3 separate regions of the Gossypium hirsutum genome follow, and all the other regions are linked to region 3. A link is a contact called in public Hi-C data. All regions are on one chromosome and are shown on one strand. The core of a region is the stretch at or near the end of the contact, and the rest is flanking DNA. Distances in the headings are between cores, read along the strand shown. Region 1 holds the start of LOC107916774 (myb-related protein 308). Region 2 has its middle 46 kb from the start of LOC107916774. Region 3 holds the start of LOC107916745 (CTL-like protein DDB_G0288717).

Region 1 (3,880 bases), core at 508-3,007, 210 kb after region 3:
AAAAACAAATGTGTAAAGGGACACCTTCCATGTTCTCTTCAAAGTTGAAGTGATTAGCATTGAAAGAAGAAGAAGGTTTTATATCTCAATAAATGCATAAACATTCACCAACAACAATGATCATCTATACTACTAATATATGCATATATAATGTGATATAATAATCATACAAATTGGAAATAAAAAAGAGAAATGAAAGAGATTTTAAAACTAATAACAATGATCTCCTTGTCATTTCTCTCCATTTTTCTTTTTTTGGGGGGGGGGGGGAGGGAGTTGAACTACATAGTTAAAAATCCAAATTTTCACTCTATTATTTCATTTCCAAACTTCTATATTCCAAGATACCAGCTTTCAAGCCTAAGAAATCATAACCACTGCTGTTGTTGCTGTTGCTGTGGCTACTGCTACTGCTGCTGCTACCAGCAGCAGTAGTAATGGTGCTGCAAGTGCAATCTTTGCTGTTTTTAACTCCCAAGCTGCAAATAAAACAAAGAGTTCTTCCTCCAGTTTTGAATGACTCTGGTTGGGTTTGCTGGTAATAAGGAGGGCTAATTCTGAGGTCCAAATTCAAGTCCGGACACCTTTCTTGAACTGGGATTCTCTTTTCAGCTTTGGTGATAAATCCAATAGGGTTATTATTGCTGTTAGTATTAATCTTCTCTTTCTCTTCTTTGGCACCACTGAAAGATATTGTTGTTACATCCTGAGAAGCCTCATTGAGTGGTCTGTGAGTTGCTGGATCAATACCTCTGCTCAATAGCTTCCTTCTTATATGCGTGTTCCAGTAATTCTTTATCTCATTATCTGTTCTTCCTGGTAATCTCCCAGCTATAAGAGACCACCTATAAAATTCAAGGAATCCCCCATAAAAAACCAATCAAAATTTCAAGCACCACACACTAACAAAGTTGAATATATCATCTATCTATATATATACAACACTTACTTGTTACCAAGAAGGCTGTGCAGCTTGATAATGAGCTCATCTTCTTCTTCAGTGAAATTGCCACGTTTAAGATCAGGTCTTAAGTAATTGATCCAACGAAGTCTACAACTTTTGCCACAGCGGAGAAGGCCAGCAGCTTTAGGGAGTGAACGCCAGCAACCTTCACCATGGGCTCGGATGTAAGCTATGAGGCGATCATCTTCTTCTTTAGTCCACGCACCTTTGTTCGTATGAGCTTTCTCACAACAAGGAGACCTTCCCATAATTCAGTAACACAAAGAAACCTTTTTCAACTTGTGGAAACTAGCAGCACTAGTAGCCTACGTTTGCAGTTTTTCAATACTATACAAACTAGTATAAAATATACTATGATATCATATATATGTGCGTGTATATATTATATTTAGAATCTAGGAGAAGTAGTAAGGGTGGAAAATGAAATGGAGGCCTTGTTTTTTGTGTTGCAGGAACATTGAGGCCGGCCCTTTGAGAGCACTTTAGATGCTTTTTTATATAGCCTTTTGACTATTACACACACACACAACCAGAAAGAGAAAGAGCGCAGTGACCCTAATTTTAGCTTCTAGATGTGAGTTGGTGAGACAGGTTTGAGGGGAGTGGCTGGTAGCCTCTCTCTTGATGATATTAGCATCAATCATATATAATAAGTTAAAAGGGATATATATTAACTGTAGGTAACCTTTAGGTAGGTGTAAAGTAAGGTATTAAAGCATGGGTAGGACAAAGTGTGATCTCTGCTCTCTCCCACCCCATTCTTTTTCTATAATAGTTTTTTTTCCCTACCTTTGGCCCTTTGTCTAAACCTGTACTACTTTAGATTAATAATTTAGTTAGCTTTCATAATCTTTCCCCCAACTCAAATTAGACAACATGTACCAGAGTACATGTTCAACTTAAATATTTTATCATGTTGTTGGAACTAACATCCATCCTTACCAAAGGTTTTCCGGATTTAAATCTCAATATCTATCTATCACACTTTTTTTTCTTTATTAACCGGTGTGATCTCTTTTGTAATTGAAAAAGAATTAGAAAGAGAGTGCTATGACTCAAAAGTCTGAATACTATAAGATTAAAGAACCTTAACTATAATATTAAGCTCCATTACAGAATTATTTTTGTGTAAATATATGACACTAAATGTTGTCCAGTTGACTAGTTTTGGTTTACAAGAAAAATCAAATCTTGAAGCTGGAAGTATTTTTTATATGTTGGTGGGAAAACATATATATATATATATAAAAGGTTGCTATATTAGTGAAATGGAGTGGTGGATAGGATATATTAGTGAAGAAATCATGAAATAGGGTGGTAGTTGTGGATCTTTATTCTATTGGTATACCATCATCATGCAGGAGAGAGAAAAGGGGGGTGGTTCTAGAAGACTTGGAGGTTGGGGTTCAGGGGCAGGATGATGATGAAAGAAAAAGGGAGAATAGGGAAAAGATAAATACTCTAAAATAAGTCTAATATTATATGAGTGTGGTTGTGGTTGTCTTTGTTTGTGGGCTTTGGTTCACCTTCCACCTTCCACTTTCCTTTTTATTTCTTTTTGGTTCTTCCCCCCAAACCTTGTGGTTTAAGTTTAGGCAACAAATGGGCAGCAGTGAGGTTAGGGATGGGAAAGGTTGATTCTTTTTTTCACCCTTTTTGTTGTTTTCTATCTTTCCCTCTCCAATTTGCATACTGATATTTGTCACCCACCACCACTCATAACAAAACTCTCCCCCCCCTCTCTCTCTCTCTCATCATGAAATTCAAGTGGATGGTAAGAGCTAAGGATGATGAGAACAAGTTGTTTTTAGGACTGGGGGAGAGGGGGAGATTTCACCTACTTTTTTCACCTTTCTGACTGTCCTTGCAACTAGTCCAATACCTGGCCTTATTTGTTGTTCAACTATACGGGGATGGGGGAGGGGGGGACAGACAGGGTCACCATTTAAGATTTTTATTTTTTTTCTACTTTTATTATCTTTATTTTTAACTAAAAACCCACCTATGCTTATCCATTTTGTTTTGTTTCTCAACGTTTGAACAAACAACAAATTGAATTTTACATCATAAGGGGAAAAAAGAAAATTAAGAATGGGCTAAAAAATGATGGATCAAAACATTTACCTACACGCATTAATTGAATGGTGCCTAACCTGTTTCAATCAGACGGCGCACATCATGATCGCAATCAGTTAGGTTGGCTTTTTAACCAAGTCATTTTCCTAACCCAAGCAATCCCAATCTCCCACACCGCACAACCACATGACCGACTGTCCTATGACTTTAAAAGATAAGACTCCTAAAAGAGAATTCAGAATTGTTTGATTATTAACAAACCCCCAAACAAAAGAGAATTTAAAAATAAAATAAAAAATTGATAGGGATTTTAATTTTATAACTACATGATTGGTTAAGGTCCTAAAAATGGGGTAAGGGGTTTAGGTTAAGGATTGCAATAATCAGATTGTGGTGACCATCACAGCAGAACGTGGATATCATGTGCTTAGGTATTGAGTTTGAACAAAAACTTTATGAATAAGAAGAGCTGTCCAAAAAGTGGCTCTAGACCCTTACGTTACCTACCTACCTACCTTTTGGCTGCCCCCACCATGTGGGACTCTTTTAACCTTAGTGGAAGGTCTGTTTCAGATGTCCAAACTTCACACCTTACCTCAATTTCCCTTTATTTTTCGTGTAATTATCCATACAGGCAGTGCAGACCTGGTTGCAACTTGCGGTCCTTGTTTTCATTATTGGCCCCTCCCTCCTGCCAGGGAAGTGGTGGCTCGTTTCCAGTTGAAACAACATGAAAATAAAAGCAACAACAGAAAGGGTTTGTAACATAAATGTCATGGATTGAAGTGGATCAGGGGCGTCATCTTTGTGTTTGTTATTTTGTTCAAATGGGACAACTTT
Region 2 (4,019 bases), core at 585-3,084, 170 kb after region 3:
AATTATATTTTTTTCAATAATAAAATAATCTTTAAAAATTAAATATATCACATATAGAATAAACTTATTTATGGACTAAATTACTCGCTCAAGTCTAAAAGCTCTCCTGAGTTGAGGGAATTTGGGAAAAAAAAATAAACCCAAAAAATGGACTTGAAAAAAAATTAGACTTGTTTAATGTTTTATTTTATGTATTTTTATAAAACTACTTTAATGGAAACATTAAAAATGTTAAGATGATTGTATATAAAATTTTAATAAATAAGCATGTATATTAAATTTAAAAATAATACAAACATATTTTTTAAATTTTATAAAGAAAATATGGATGAGGCTGAAATGAGTTTGGATTAAATAATTACAAATATGAGAGGTTTCGGTAAACATAAAATGTGTTAATATCATACCTAAATCAAATCTCAAAGTGTCTTAACTCAACCCACAAATATCTCTAATATTTTATATATATATATATAATACAATGTGTCAAACTCCTAACTGAGATGGAAATACTAATTTCTTTCCACATTGACTGCCTAAAATTTAAGTATAAAATTTAATTTTTTTATCGTTTTAAAAAATTGTTCAAATTTTCACAAGTATAAAATTTATTTTTTATCCTATTTAAAAAATTGCACAAAATTTAACAATAATTTTTTATCAATATACTTTATTTTTTAAAAACAGAAATTATCCCAACAATTATTTAATCAATATATATTATTTTTTAAACACAAACTATCCCAAATATTTTTAAATGAAAATTAAAAATTATTTTAAATAAACATTTGTATGTGTATTAATAAAAGTATATTAAATTAATAATTTAATCAATAAATGGGCTAGATTTTATTAATATACAAAAGAAAAAACAAAACAGCATAAGACCCAAAATTGACAGGCTTAAAAGCAAAGAAAGAAAGCATAAATAACCTGACCCAACAACATAATGCCCAAAACCAACCAGTCCTAAAACAAATTAAGGAAAAATAATTCAAAATACAAATAAAGCAGACCAAAAGATTGACCAGCCACATTCAATGATGAAAAAAGCCGCATCAATTCATTTCCACATTTCAAGACCAAGCGGTTACATCTTCCAAGAGAACCAAAAACCCTCTTCCATTTATTTTCCATCGTTCCCGATTCTTCCATGCCCTAAACACAATAACTCCTTCAATCTGATTCGCGCGGCCAGTCGTCTTCCATTCTCCGTCCGCCAAATCTGGAAACCCCACCTTCCATGTAAGTTTGCTCATTCCTTCTTAAACATTCTGTCGCTAGTATATGAGAAAGTTGATTGGCTTTCCTGTTCACATGTTGAAATCGCACCCACCAGAATTTTTTCGAAATTTGTTGAATATTCCTTTTATAAGCACCAATTTCCGACTTATCAAGGGAATTTATTCGACATTTATTAACAACTGATAACGAGTCCCCTTCAAAGATGAGATCTGACCAACCCATTTCCATACTTGTTTGTACTGCCCAAGAACATGCAAGGGCCTCTGCAGCGAAAGCGGACGCAACTTTTTCATGAAGTATTGTTCGTGAGACCCGAACCCAACCACCAGTGTTTCTTGCCACAATTCTAGAGCAAGATTCAAGACAATCTTTGTCAAAAGCCTCATCAAAATTAACTTTGATGAGTTCACCATATGGGGGAAGCCACTGGTCATTCGCACTCATTCTTGTAGGCCCATCTAACTCTGATTTATCAATTTCCACCAAGTTGCAAAGTAAATCATTTGCGATCTTCTGTCCAGTTCATGAACCCGTTTTGTTTCTATCTAACCAGATTGCCCATAGTGCTCCTCCAAACATCCTCCTAGTATGGTGATTACCGGCCCAAATCTGCTCTGTTTAAAACCCAACGAAGGCCTAATTGTGACCTTACTTCTACTAATACAGGGCAATTTCTAAAAACATGGTCCCAATTTTCCATACCCCCCGTACATCGAGGGCAGACAGTATTAATCACCAAGGTTGAAGGTTCAGATTTGTAAATGTAGGGATATAATTGTTAGCAATTCTCCAGATTATAATCTTAATCTTAGTGGGAAGTTTAAGGCTCTAGAGCTTCCTATAAAAAGCATTAGAAATGGTCTGTAAGTCATCCAGTGTTCACCCTGCTACACCACAAAGTCATCATGTCAGCTCCTTGGCAGAGGCGATTCTAGGGGGCTGGCATGGGCCTCAGCCCGAAAAATTATTATTTAAACTTTTTAATATTTTTAAAATTTTAAATTAGTAAATGTAAAATTACACTTTGATCCCATAAAAATATAAAAATTTAATTTAATACTTAAAAATTATAAAAAATATAGACTATACAAAATTAAAATTTCATTCAGCTCCCCCTTAACAAATTGCTTTGGCTTTTCCCCTATTCCTTGGCTAATAGTATCCACAGAATTCATTTCGTATCCTTAGACGAGAAGGTATTGAGCACAATCTCCTTATTCCAATCTCTCGTAGTATTATAAATAAGTTACGCCACAAAGGAAACAACATTATTTTGCATGTCATCACATAATTTGTAATTAATTAAACCTAGAATCCATGCATGCTCTGAGATTAAAATGCTTTCCCTCGAACCAGCCCGCCAACACAAGTCCTTTTGCAATAAACCTTTGGTAGCCCAAATACTATTCCACGAGTAAGTCGGTAAATTACCTAGCCGTGCATTTAAAAAATCAGAACTAGGATAATACTTAGCTTTTAAAACACAAGTTAATAAGGAATTTGGTTGATTAATAAGCCTCTAGCCTTGTTTGGCAAAAATCGCAATATTTGAATTTTTTCAAATTGCAAAAGCCCGAACATCCATCTTCCTTTAGTGTGCAAAGTCGAGCCCAATCACACTAATGTATCCCTTTCTTACCATGCCCTTTTTGCCACTAGAACCTCGCTAATATACTTTCAGTTTCCCTACGTAACATCTTGGGTAACAAAAAACATGCCATCGAATAGGTTTGGATGGCTTGTAACACCAATTTTATAAAGACCTCCCCCTTGAGAAAGGAACCGTGTACTCCACCCATCAATCCTCTTCTTGATTCTATCCTTTAATGTTTGAGAAGTAACTTTTTTTTGTCGTCCCACCATATTTGGTAAGTCCAAGTACCTCTCCGAGTCGTTTAAGTAACACACTCTCAACTATTGCGAAATTAGCTCACGATCTAATTCTCGAGTATTTGAGCTATAAAATTCGTAGATTTATTATAGGTGACACATTGTCCTCCCTTTAAAATTTGGGCACCTCGCTCACTCGTTTCCCCGAAAAGGACAGTCATTAGCAAAAAGTAAGTTGGAAATTTAGGGACCTTGTCTGCTTACTTTCACACCTTTTAACAACCCTTCCCCCAAAGCAAGACGCATGAGGGTGGATAAACCTTCGCTACAAATTAGAAATAAAAAAGGACTTAACGAGTCTCCTTGTCTAAGTCCTCTATGAGGTCAAAAAGAAACTTTTATTTAGCTATTGATACTAACGAAGTATGGTACAGTTGATACATATCTCATAATGACCCCGGCCCACCTAGAATCAAACTCCATGCGTTCCATCATATTCTTAAGAAATCTCAATTCAACCCAATCATATGCCTTATATCTAATTTAAAGCCCTTTTTCCCTATTTTTTTGTCGAAATGTGTGTAATAATTCATAAGCAAAGAGCACATTACTCGAAATTAAATGTCCCGAGACAAAAGCACTTTGGGCTTTATCAATGCAAACTTCCGACACCTGTTGAGAACAGTTTGCTATTGCCTTTGCTATCAATTTATAAATAACATTATAGAGACTAATAGGTCTAAAATTTACCATCTGTTTTGGTTACGACACTTTTGGAATAAGAAATATATGTGGCATTAATTTGTTCCATCTCTTTCCCTTCATTTAAAACTTCTAAACAAAAAGAGGTTACATATTCACCTATGATATGGAAACATTTTTGAAAAAATAATATCGAAAAATCAACCCCCGACGGTTTTGTTGGCCCCATATTTTTTAAAGCC
Region 3 (4,375 bases), core at 304-2,803:
TATTTGTTTATCGAGAAAAAAAAATAGAGAAAGAAAGAAAAAGATCAAAGTTCTGGGAATTACCATAAGCATCTTCAACAAGAAAATTAAAGGTATGGTGATCACAATTGTAAGTAAACTTGTTGTTGGAAGAAGTGAGTTTCTGCAAACACTTAGTTGTGATTACTGAGAAATTCCTAGTGAACCCAGTGTATTCAGCTAAGATCGTTGCTCCTCGAGCAACGAAGCTATAAATAAACACTTCCTGATTCATTCTTTTTCTCTCTTGAGCTAAACTCAGTTAGCTCACAAGTTAATCACATAGACTGAACAGAGAAAGACAAGGGAACTTTGCTTATTCTACTACTTCAACGTTAATGTTTCCTTTTTCATTTTTTTAAGATTGAGTCTGTCATTCCTTTGTTTGTTTCAAAAATATTTTTGTGTGAGTTTAATCCTCTTTTGTTATTTATTAATTTCTATTCTTTATTTTTTGAAATATGTATTTTTAATTCGAATTTGAATGTGAAAGAGAGAAAATTTGAGAAAGCGTTGAGAAAAAAATGTTTTATTGTGCTTATGTGACATGTTATATAGGCTATTTCGTAGATTTATCATTTGATTGATGATTAATTCACATTTATCAATTTTTTAAAAAATCGTAATATTAAACGTTGAGGGTATTTTATGTAATTATGTTAAAATTAAATAAAATACTAAAATAATTATTTTGAGCGAAATATATATGTTTGTGATATAAAATTATATTCTTTACAACCCATAATGATGACTTAATTATTATTAGTTGACAAAATTTAGCATGTCTACTTTATTACATTCTGTCGTACTACTTTTAGTTGAGAAAATATAACATTTTGTGTATCATTATTTAATAATACTTTTCATACTTTAAATAATAAGATTTATATTTCAGTTAAATAAAATAATGGAAAATATATTTGATAATGTATTAAGTAATTTTAAGATTACTAAAGATAATTTTATATTCTGGGAAATCACCTAGTAGGTATAATCTGTATTGTGAACGAAACGTTCCCTTAGATCAGAAGAAAAAAAGGATTGATGTAGGAGTGACAAAATCTGTCATAAATTACCTACCTGTGAGACCACTTTAATACTAAAATTAACAAGATGAAAAAACAAAAATGGACTGAATAAATAAGATTTGAACGCCTTTATTGTTGCTTTTTGATACCATGAATCATAGTCCGATATGTGATCATCAACTCCAACTAATTCATTATGTACACTTGTTAAATTCAGTTAGTGTTTTTCTAATAATTAAAAATATATTATTGAAATTTAATTATAAATATGTAAGATTATTTATGCTCTTTAATTATTTTAAAAAGAAAAATTATAATTTTTTAAAAATTTCTTTGACATTTTTTAAGTAATATTTCACCCGAATATAATTGATTTATCTCATATTTATTTTAGTAATGAATAGTTCCACGTGGCACTTCAACAGTTCCGTTCCACCACGACCAAACGGTCCAAACCCACTCATCTTCTTCTCCAGCTCTTAGTTTTAGTAATTCGGCTTCCGTTCCATGAACAAACAGTCAAACACCCCAAAATAAATATAAAATTAAATAAATCCCCAAAAAAGTACTAAAACAAACAAAAATAATTATTGAAAGCATAAGTCCTAAAATTTCTTCTTTCTAATCAGATAAAACATCTCTCCCCACGGTCGTTTTGTTTTCTCCGTCCCTTGATTCGTCGCTGCGATGGGCAGCACGGAAGAAGATACCACCACTTCCAAATCCACATCTCTATACGACGCCGCTTCCTCCACCGAACCTCTCCTCTTCAAACCCACCACCAGCTCTGCCTACCCATCTCCTCCAATCGAAGAACCACCTCAATCCGATCCCTCCGAATCCGACCCAACTCAGTCCCTCCAGATCTCTTTCAATTACGGGCCCAGACCTTTCAAAGACCTCCCTTTCCTCATACTCTTCCTTCTCTTCGTCCTCTGCACTTTCGCTTTCGGTATTTTCTCAATCTTCCATCGAAACGACAACTACTCCAACGTTTCGGCCTTCACTTACGATTCCAATTCCACTTCTTGCGTTCAAGCCACTTCCTTTTTATCAAGTCAAATATGGGTCTCTGAAACTTCATTTTTTGCGTTGTCAAGTTCCAGTCTTTGGACGTATTTAGTATGGACCCTTGTGATAACTTCAGTTTTAAGTGTACCCATATGTTTACTTTTGCTTTTATTACTCAAACACTACACGAAGCAGATCGTTTATGTCTTGCTTCCTTTCTTTATAATCATGCCGGTTTTCTTTGATGTTTATTGGTTCGTTGCTTGTACCTTGAGCTCTTCTTGTAGTGATGCTTTCCCTTTGGTCTATAGAATTTTGGTGCTTGTTTTCATTTTGTTAATAGTTGGGGTTATTATTTGGATCATTGTGGCTAATTGGCATCGGATCGAGTTGACTGTGAGGATTATCGGGGTTGCTTCCGATGCGCTTTCGAGGAATTTAGGGTTGTTTTTGGTGATACCGTTGTTGACCGTTGGATTGGTGGCTTATTATGCGTCAATTGTTGTGTTCTTGGTGTTTTCTAGGTTTAATGGGAAAATTGTGGCTAAAGAATCGAATGGAGAGTATACTTGTGTTTGGAAACAAGATAGCTGGGTACCTGCTTATTTTGCATTGGCTATTTTGACAATGTTGTGGTCCTTGACCGGTATGGTGGAAGCTCAGGTATATGTTACCAGTGGCACCATTGCTCAGTGGTACTTCTCCAAAGATGATACGAAACCTCACCGGAGCATAAGAAGATCTTTGAGGTAACTTCCTACTGTTTTCAGCTTTTCTGAATAAAGATCTATGCATTCAATGTATTATTATAGATGATTTGTGCTTCTCTGTGAGGGTAGTTCAAACTAAGCTTGAATTGGAACTTATATTTTTGTGTTTCTGAGTGACTGCTTTGAACTTTGGATGCATGCTTACATTATGAATACCAGACTGTTTAAATAGATTAATTATCAAAGAGTAAGATCTTGGTGATAAACCTTAGGATAATTGTAATGGCACATAGTTGATAACATCGATTTTAGTATGGTTTATAGCTGCATGATGTATATGAGTATAGTATTTGTACTTGAGTATGGAAGGTCACTATGGTGGCAATTCACTTTGGTTTGGACTTGTGGATTCAATTTGACGACATTGTTTTGCATTTGATTGAATGGAGTGACGAATGGTCAAACGATCTTGTTCCTAACAACAACTCTGAGAGTGTGTTCCTCGCCTTCTGGTGTTTCTTGTGATGGATTTTTATCTTAGTATATGAAATTCATTTAGTTCCTTTATGCATCTCTATAGAGGGCTAGATTGCCATGAAAAGAGAGCTACTTCTCTAGTTTCTTTGTTGAAATTGCCATGCCAAAATACAGCATGTTGACTTCTTTTCTAAGATTAGGTCCTTTTCGATTGAGATTAGGCAGCCTTTTAGCTTCTTGTCGACTAGCCAGAACACTATATCCTAGTGTTGGTAAGGTAATTTCTGAAAGATGTCTTAATGAAACATCTGCAACACTGAGAATCGAAACGGACATACTTTCAAGGCATCCCTTATGTCTATTGATTATCAGAATAGTTAAATTTAACCTTTCTAACCCTTTTGGTTCTATAAACGTGCAGAAATGCATTTGGTCCTTCTTCTGGCACCATCTGTCTATCTGGATTACTTGTCTTTGTTGTTCGAGTGGTGCGTGCTGCTGTTGATAGTGCAAGAGAAGAAGATGTTCCTGGGATAGTGAATCTTGTTCTCCGGTGTTGTGTTAATGCCCTACTGTCTGCGATAGACTTTCTTAACAAGTTCACTATCAACTTTGCGGCAATAACTGGCGAGGCATATTGCACCTCTGCGAGGATGACATACGAGCTTCTAAGACGTAACTTACTCTCTGCTGTTTTTGTGGAGACCGTATCAACTCGTTTATTAGCAGGAGTTATTTTTGTCCTTTCAGCAGTTTATGCAATTGCAGTGAGTCTCCGATACACTTCCTTCTTATCCTTCTCCCCCTTCATTTACTTGAATTACCTGACAATCACATTCCTAAAATGCAGGTCTGTGCGATCTTAAAGGGTGTTAGTGATCTAGGGGTTAACATGTACACCGTCGCGGCTCTTGCGTGGGTGCTGCTAATCCTGGTACTGGGATTCTTCGTCCATGTGTTGGACAATGTGATTGACACTGTTTACATCTGCTACGCAATTGATAGAGATAGAGGGGAAGTGTACAAGCATGAGGTTCATGATGTTTACGTTCAGTTACCAATCAGTAGGAACAGTCGATCATCCTACCCATCTAGAACACTTGATGTATAGACATGTCCTTGTATGTTTGT

What was found. Hi-C and Micro-C count contacts between places; a contact is called where the count stands out from the background.
Region 1: a contact with region 3 is called in a Hi-C map of leaf, with 2.9 times the contacts expected there. The contact joins the promoter of LOC107916774 here to the promoter of LOC107916745 in region 3. A contact is called at or near these places in 7 of 34 Hi-C or Micro-C datasets (callus, leaf and petal).
Region 2: a contact with region 3 is called in a Hi-C map of leaf, with 2.6 times the contacts expected there. The contact joins the enhancer-like site here to the promoter of LOC107916745 in region 3. A contact is called at or near these places in 5 of 34 Hi-C or Micro-C datasets (all in leaf).

What each region holds. Positions count from the first base shown.
Region 1 is chrA01:106,244,772-106,248,651 of Gossypium_hirsutum_v2.1, forward strand. It overlaps LOC107916774 (myb-related protein 308), which reads right to left and starts at 1,758. Exons shown (of 2, transcript XM_016846145.2): 1 at 950-1,758; 2 at 60-845. The coding sequence starts at 1,212. The coding sequence ends at 314. It overlaps LOC107916997 (L-ascorbate peroxidase 3), which reads right to left. Exons shown (of 9, transcript XM_016846385.2): 9 at 3,821-3,880.
Region 2 is chrA01:106,198,982-106,203,000 of Gossypium_hirsutum_v2.1, forward strand. No RefSeq gene overlaps it. Among protein-coding and RNA genes, the nearest start is that of LOC107916774, 46 kb to the right of the region's middle. Within about 2 kb of position 1,835, at least 8 of the 9 cell types and tissues checked have an H3K27ac peak or open chromatin away from gene starts, as enhancers often do. A contact at or near this core is called in leaf, where this site is marked.
Region 3 is chrA01:106,033,489-106,037,863 of Gossypium_hirsutum_v2.1, forward strand. It overlaps LOC107916745 (CTL-like protein DDB_G0288717), which reads left to right and starts at 1,554. Exons shown (of 3, transcript XM_016846112.2): 1 at 1,554-2,806; 2 at 3,666-4,011; 3 at 4,095-4,375. The coding sequence starts at 1,734. The coding sequence ends at 4,355.